Regions from separate parts of the Mus musculus genome. Here region 2 is linked to region 1. Evidence: chromatin contacts called from public promoter capture Hi-C data. All regions are on one chromosome and are shown on one strand. The core of a region is the stretch at or near the end of the contact, and the rest is flanking DNA. Distances in the headings are between cores, read along the strand shown.

Region 1 (4,068 bases), core at 875-3,374:
GTGAGATCTATATAGCAAGTTCTAGGCCAGCCAGGGCTACATGAGACCTTGTATCAATAAAAAAAGGGGGAGTGAGGGCAGCTGGATATTGAAAAAAAGCTTAGTGGCTACAAGCACTGGCTGCTGTTTCAGCGGCCCAGGTTCAAATTCCCAGCACCCACAGAGCAGCTCACAACCATCTATAATTCTAGTTCCAGGGAATGAGGTGCCCTCTGCTGGCCTCTATCAGGACCAGGCAGACATGTGGTGCACACATAGAACAGTCATACATGTAAAATCAAGATAATCTTACTTAAAAAAAAAAAAAAAGCCAAGCTCTGTACTGGAGCTGGACGAGTAATGCTTGGTCTCAGCCTCTGCTATAACCTCCCATTAGACTGTGATGCTTAGATGTCTCTGTGCCTTCTGCCCAGCACCGGTGTGTGGCAAGTGCTGGGTATGATTCAATGGACAGGTGATGCACTGTATAAGTCTTAGCTGATGGATACCGTAGATCCTACCTAGCAATGGCAAGCAAGACCCCAGTAGTCCTGGAGCAGAGTGGACAACACTGTAAGGTTTTTTTTGTTTTTTTTTTGTTTTTTTCCTTTTGAGACAGGGTCTCACTATGTTGCCCTGGCTGGCCTAAAACTCATAGATAAATAGATCTTTGTGCCTCTGCATTCCTAGTGCTGTCATCAAAGGCATGTGTCTCCATGCCTGGCATGAGTCGGTTACTCTTATTTCTACTTTGCTTTAAAAAAAAAATTTAATTTTATGTGTCATGGTATCTGTGTGAAGGTGTCGGATCCCCTGGAACTGGAGCCGAGGGCAGTAATGAGCTGCCACGTGGGGGCTGGGATTGAACCCAGGTCCTCTGGAAGAGCAGCCAGTGTTCTTAACCACCGAGCCATCTCTCCAGCCCGTCTTATTTTTATCTTTAGGTGCTAGGGATAAAACCCAGGGTGTTGAGTATGCTAGGCAAGCACTCTGCCACTGACTGAGCTGAGCTATGCCCCACCCCCACCGCCACCGCACCACATCCCCCACAGCCCTGAGTCAGGGTGCTCAATCTTGGATGTGGAGAAGCTAAGCTGGCCTATCTTGTTCCAGGGACATAGAGGCTCCTACCAGGAAACTGAATTCCTGCTCCAGACCCAGGGTTTGAGAAAGGCAGAAAAATCACCCAGCAATAGGAAGAGGCAAGCAGGCAAAGGGTACATGCTTCATGTCCACTTCCAAGAAAGCTTGGTCTCCCAAGGGGCCCAATTTGCTGACCAGCCAAGCGGCAGTGCTGGCTGCCTCAAGCTGGCCTTTGCAGGAAGCCTGGTGTCCAGCGACTGGGTGCCTGGTTACCAGAAGAAGGTTTAGAATAACAACTGTCTCCTTTGCCAATAGCAGGAAACAGGCCTGTGTGCTGACCCTATCAACAGCCAACAGAGCCTGAAGGTGTTAGTATGCCTTGAAAAACAAGCCTGTTTGCTGAAAGGCCATTCTAAAGGCCCAAGATGGGCATGTAATGCCCCTCACTTATTATCTAGGCACAGCAGATCCCTTGCGTGATTGAGTTCAGAGCAATTCTTGGCTCACACCAGGATGCCAGCCTGAGCCAGGCTGGTCAAATTCTGGCTGTGTTTACCCTTTCTGATAATATACGTGTGTCCATCTCCCTGTTCTTAAGGCCTGACTTGAGCCAACCATGGATCTGGATTTACTGTTTCATTATCCCCTGACACTTGTTCCAAGACTCCCTAGGGGTGTGGAGGTGTTCTAAATGAGAATAGATAGTCTAATGTTTTGGAATTTGATATCCCAGAAAGCTAATCAGAGAACACAACCGATCCATGATCTGTAGGTAACTGCCTGACAGGTGCTCTGAGAATCCGTGCTCTCCCAGGATTAAGGGGAAATGGGTCAAACAGACCTGGAAGGGGTTCCTGTCTTTGCCTCACAACCCCATTGCTCCCATCTACTGCCTGGCTACTCACCGTGAGGTCCTTGTAGGCCCTTGAATGGAAGTGACAAGAATTCCAAAGGTCCTGGAGCCCTTGGGAGACAGCAGACCACAAAGGGCTGAAGCTGTGTCCTGAGCAGACACTTATTGGAGTTGCTGTCTTGCTCCTCTTGCGGAACTTTGGTACTTGGTGATGGAAGGCTGGCCTGCCAAAAATAAATCACAACTGCAAACCTGGGATGCAGGCCAAGGTCCAGCAGGGCTAGGCCTGGGGCAGAACTACATCAGGGGTGACACCTGGCGGAGCCTGGGGAAAGCACATGTGGCAGGGATAAAGCAAATGGCTCAGAGGAGACAAAGCCTTTTGGTTTTTTTTAAATATTGGCTTTTGCTGAGCCAATGTGTTGGAGAACACTTAGGAGGCAGAGGCAGGTAGATCTTTTGAGTTTGAGTGATTTCCACAACAGCCAGAGTTAGACATAGAAACCTGGTCTGGAGAAACCAAAGACAAACAAGCAAACTTTTAATTATGTGTATGAGTGTGTATTTCTTAGTTAGGGCTTTACTGCTGTGAACAGACACCATGATCAAGGCAACTTTTTTTTCTCTACCCCCTCTCCCCTCCCACACCTCCTAATAGTGCCACTCCCCAGACCAAGCATATACAAACCATCACAGCATATCTATCTGTATGTGGATATGAGTATTAGTGCCTGCCCAAGCCAGGTGTTGGGTTTTTCTGCAGCTGGAATTATAGCTGGTTGTTTGCTACATGGGTGCTGGAGATCGAATTCTGGAAAAGCAGTTTATGATCTTAAGGAATGAGCCAGGTTCTCTAGCCCTGTTTTTTTTGCGATTTTATGTGTATGAGTCTTTTGCTGGCAGTATGTATCTGTAATACAGGAATGTCTTATATGCTCAGACATCAGCGAGGGCATTAGACCCCCCCCCCCAGAACTGGAGTTACAGACCATTATAGCCACTATGAGTATGGAAAACTGAACTCAGGTCCTCTGAAAGAGTAGCAAGTGCTCTTCACATGAGCCATGCATCTCTCCAGCCTGGCAACACCAGCTTTGAAAGGAATACATTGTTATTTTTTGAAGACAAGAGTCTTTTATTTGGAGATAGGGTTTCTCTGTATAGTCCTGGCTGTATTGGAATTCACTCTGTAGACCAGGGTGGCCTTGAACTCAGAAATTTGCCTGCCTCCTCTGCCTCCCAAGTGCTGGGATTAAACTCGTGTGCTACCATTGCCCAGTGAAGACAAGACTCTTATTACACAACTCTGACGACCCAGAAACCGTGCAGACCAAGAGGCCTCCACACTTGCACTCCTGCTTCTGCTTGTGTGTTGGCACTATAGGGTGCAACACCAAGCATGACTTTTTTTTTTTAAGTTTTTTATTTTATGTATGTGAGTACACTGTAGCTGTCTTTAGACATACCAGAGGAGGGCATCGGATGCCATTACAGATGGTTTGTGAGCCACCATGTAGTTGCTGGGAATTGAACTCCATGTTTTTGTTGTTGATGTTTGGCTGGTTTTTGTGTGGGACAGGGTTCTCTGTGTAGCCCCAGCTGTCCTGGAGCTCACCCTGTAGACCCGGCCAGCCTCAGACTCTCAGGGATCCACCGGCTGTGATCCCAGAGCTGTGATTAAGTGTGCACTACCACGCCTGGCTACAGGATGGTTTTTAACTGGGTATGGTGGCACAAGCCTCTAATCCCAGCACTTGGGAGGCTGAGGCAGGATAGGCCATTTACACAGATCTGGACTATATAGGGAGACCCAACGGCTTGCGTACGCTGCCTCCATGCAGACACGCAGTGTCACGTGGCCATCGGAGGTCTCAGTAATGTCTACCTGCTTACCACTTACTTAGCTACTTGGTTTGTTGGCATGGCTGAAGACAGGACTCAAGCCTGGTGAATACTAGACAAGCCTGCTGCAGCTGAGTATCACACCAGCTCCCTGACACATCACAATTAGCATGTGATCAAAGTTAAAAAATATATATATATATATCTCTGTCTCCTGGGATTAAAAGCATGTACCACTTTACCTGGGCCTAAGCTTTTCCTAGATTCGATGCCTCCAGATCAGAAAGCTGTGTTTTTGATGAGGAACTGTA
Region 2 (4,068 bases), core at 654-3,153, 270 kb after region 1:
TTCGCAGTGTGGGCCATGTTGATTAAATCTCTGATTTTCTCTTTTAAGTGGTTTATTGGGACAGGTAACAAAAGCCTATTGGAGCTGTGGAAAGATGCGGGGCTTCTTCTGAAGGAACCTCCCCCAACAGAGGTCACACAGTCGATGCGTGACTGAGACGTGCTGCATCAAATGGGTCATCTGACTAGCTGGGAAGAGCCTTCTGGGAGTGCCTGTTTCTGTCTGTGTCCTGGTGCAGAGGTGATGACGTTATCATGGAGAGGGTCATCTAGAATTGCGGGTATGGCTTCTTTTTCTCTGTCCAGTTGAAAGAATGACCAAGCAGGAAAGGCGAGGACTCGGCAGTCAGCCAAGCTTTATTGAAGTCACATACAGCAAAACACAGATTCCCTGCCAGGGGAGAAGATATTCAGAAATCCAGTTCAAAAGGAGGGCTTGAGCCTTTTGGTGGTGTACTCTCCATCCACTTATTTTTGAATGGCTAATTTAAACAAATAGGAGGCATCTGATAAAGCCACAGCTTTGCGCGTACGCATGTGTGGGCAGGTCAGATGGAGAAGAGGAGCCCTGTTTGGGAGTGGGGTTTTCTCTTTTCTCATCTGTGGTTATTTAATTTTTTTCATTTTTAGCGTTTGTTTTTAGCAGTCTCATGTAACCCAATTTGGACTCACAATGTTATGAAGCTGAAGCTGGCCTTGACTTCCAAGTACTGATATTGCAGCGTGAGTCACCATACTCAGTTCCGTTATTATTTATTATTATTATTTATTATACTAGAGACAAGAGTTGAATTCTCAGAAATCCTTCTAACCTCTCAAGTCGCTGCAATTAAAGGTATTTGCAACCAAGGTTTTCCTTCCTGTGTGAGTCCACGGAAAAAGCGCTAGCACAGCAGCCATGTCCTTGCCAGCCATTGGTGTTGCAGTGCTCAATTTCTATTACACAGCAGGTGCCCTCAGCCCTCCACAACACATCCTCAAGGACAGCCTGCTTAGGCCTTTTTTCACTGGCCCGCTGCTATGGAGACAAACCAGCCAGTCCTGGGCCCTTTCCCAGGACACATGGACCGGGATGATAAAGTGGAGTGGCCTGGAGCTTCGCGCCTGCTAGTCAGAAAGCCAATGAAAGCAGGACCACGGTGCTGCCCCTATGAGCGGGCTTCCTGCCAATCAGGGGCGGAGGCCAGCGAGGACACAGCCAATAGCAGGAGCAATTGGGTGGTCTGTCCTTTCGGGAACCGCGCCGGGGGACCAGCGCTGTCGTTGAACGTCGGAAGTGCAGAACGCGTGCCCTTTAGGTGGCCTATAAGAATGGGACTGATCGGCAAGCCGTTGTCAGTTGTCACTCTAGTTTGAGACCTCGATGGTTGGATCAGACCTTTAACCGTCATAGCGGAGCTAATCGGACACTGCCAGTAGTAGGAGGCGACCGGGTGAGGCCAGAGATGCTACCTGCGCTGTGGTTGCTATGCGCAGAGAGCCGCTTCCCTAGATAAGTGGCCTGGACCAAGGGAGGTAGCGCTCCCGTTAGTTAGATAGCCAATCAGAATGGAACAAACCCAACCAGACGTGTTTACCCTATAATTGGACAATGCTCTTGCCAATCATAGCAGGAGTTCATGAAACCTCGGCCAATAGCAAGAAGCGCCTGGTTCCGATTTGCAGCGCAGGGTCCACGCGGTGGTTGCTGATCGAGGTCGTCAGTGGGCGATCACCTCCCCTCGGCCAAACCCTGGAGCAGACAGGCGTCGCTCGCGCTTGTCAGCCAAGAGCCAATCAGAATTGGGTAGGCCTGTAGCCACTACGGCTTAAGGCCGAATTGTTTGTTCTGTGATTGGGCGAACCTCCTGACAATCAGGGCGGAGCCAGCGAAGATTCGGCCAATGGCTGGAGGCAGCCAGGTCAGACCAGCGACTAACTGTAGGCGCGTTGGTCGTTAGACTGTTGGAGGGCAGCACAGGACATCCTAACTGCTTGCAGGTCCTCGGCGTCTAGCGCCCGCCGGCGGCCCATCTCGTCATGTCAGGCACTGCTTGGCTTTAGTTCTTCAGGCCTCCGCCCACCCGCCTACCCGAAGCCGCGCCCACCGCCCAGAGCCAGAGGGATGGTGGTAGTCACCGGGCGGGAGCCAGACAGCCGTCACTCGGACGGTGCCATGTCCAGCTCCGAAGCCGAAGACGACTTCCTGGAGCCGGCCACTCCTACGGCCACGCAAGCGGGGCACGGGCTGCCCCTGCTGCCCCAGGAGGTACCTGGATCGAGCGATGGGGGAAGGGAGGGCTGATGGGAAGCGAGGGAGAGACTGGTGCTTGCAGAGCTGACCTTGGGCGGAGAGCCTCCCAAGGAGCTATCCACCCCTGATGCCACTCCTACACTAGGTGTATCCTCCCTGCCCCGAGTCACCTGCACTCCAAGTCCCTTCTTCCCGTACTACCAGATGTCAGTTCCATTCCTGTATTTCATGTCACCTTTATCAACTAGACGAGGACTCAACACATAGCATGTTCCATACAATCCAAAGGAGGACCTGGGTTATCCAGGTGTATCCTCCAGCTGCCGGGGGAGTGGCATTAGAAACTACCTGCAGTTAACCTATCTGGTGCCTTGGTATGATTTAAGAAAAGGACACACCTGAGTGGACCAATTCTCATCCAGGTGCCGTTATGCAGTGAACAATCTCCATTACCACATGGGGTAATTTTATTTGCTAGATGGACAAGAGTGAACGGTAGAGGATTTGGGGTCAAGAAAGCAGCGAGAGCAAGGACATGCAGGAGATAAATTCGGGAAATAGGAGGGCAATGGTGAGTTGAACTCAGAGCAGAGATGATGGAGGGATTAGGGGCTTCATTTATCAGTTGCTGTATTGTGCTATGGAGTGGCTTCGTTAGTAGCCCTTCCTGTGTGTGACACTTTGCACCTGAACTGACCCTGGAGATGGATAGGAAGATGAATACAGATGTAGAGATGGATAGGAAGATGGATACAGATGTGGAGACTCGACAATCTGAGGGGGCTGGCTTGAGTGAGGCTCTCCGGCAGCTGACAGTATTGTGGTAGGGTTAGAATCCCCGAATTGCCAGCATCGTGGGAAACTTGTGAACATAAGCAAAATTCTAGACATAACTCTGCAGTCAGGGAAAAGGGCCAACACGGCGGTGACACTTTTTTTTGTGCACTGTCATTGGGCAGAAGTTGTGGTTTGAGTGACAGGACACACAATCCCACAGACTGTAGGCCAGCTGTCCAGTCCCGGCCTCCTGTGAGTCACATCCCTCCCTGTGAGTTCTAGGACTCTTTTCCCTGACTTTTTTTGTTTCGCATATGGAGCAAAGAAGTACATTAGTGGGTGCTGCCTTTTAGAAAGAACTCCAGAAGTGCAAAGCATTACACCTAAGTGACATCTGAGTCTTAGCGTATACCTAAAGTGGGCTTAGCATTTCTGCAGAAATGTGAAAGGCATTTTGCACCGTGAGAGTAAGAGTTGAATTTTTGGGCTTGGTGGTACACACCTCCAATTCCAAAGGCAGAGGCAGCAGATAAATGTGAGTTCCAGGCCAGCTTGGTCTATGTAGTGAGTTCCAGGAGAGCCCGAGCTACACAGAGAAACTCTGTCTCAAAATAATAATAATAATAATAATAATAATAATAATAATAATAATAATAATAGAGTTGAGCTCATACTTAGAATTGTAAATTTTGTGCATTTAATTCACTGATATTTTGTGAATTTTAGTCTCTACTGTAAGGCAAGTCTCAGGTACGTTTTATCTCATCTATTTTTGTCTTTTTTTTTTTTAATGAGGCAGGGTCTCTCTAGGTTGCCCACGTTGGCCTGGAGCTCACTCTATACTATGGAGTTCACTAGTCTAGAACTCAGAGAGTCTCCTGATTCTGCCTCTCAATGGCTGGGATCAAAGGAGTGCACCACCATGCACAGTGGAGTCTTTTTTTCCCCCCTAAACAAAGGATGTGTGGAAATTTGGGGAAAGGACTATTTAGATAACTACAAAGACTTTAGACTTTCACCACGGCCAGAGAGATGTAACATTGGGGGGGGGGGAATCTA

Evidence for each region. Promoter capture Hi-C pulls out the DNA fragments that hold promoters and counts their contacts.
Region 2: a promoter capture Hi-C map of hematopoietic stem and progenitor cells shows a contact between it and region 1, with 3 times the contacts expected there. The contact joins the promoter of Kctd7 here to the promoter of Phkg1 in region 1. A contact is called at or near these places in 12 of 39 promoter capture datasets (the 3T3-L1 cell line, 3T3-L1-derived adipocytes, the C10 cell line and 8 more), 1 of 484 Hi-C or Micro-C datasets (cerebral cortex), 4 of 115 datasets of contacts at active chromatin or transcription factors (astrocytes, bone marrow-derived macrophages, craniofacial prominence and 1 more) and 3 of 9 other capture datasets (adipose tissue, liver and pancreatic islet).

The regions. Positions count from the first base shown.
Region 1 is chr5:129,876,964-129,881,031 of GRCm38.p6, forward strand. Phkg1 (phosphorylase kinase gamma 1) reads right to left here and starts at 2,125. Exons shown (of 10, transcript NM_011079.3): 1 at 1,968-2,125.
Region 2 is chr5:130,142,980-130,147,047 of GRCm38.p6, forward strand. Kctd7 (potassium channel tetramerisation domain containing 7) reads left to right here and starts at 1,904. Exons shown (of 4, transcript NM_172509.4): 1 at 1,904-2,247. The coding sequence starts at 2,104.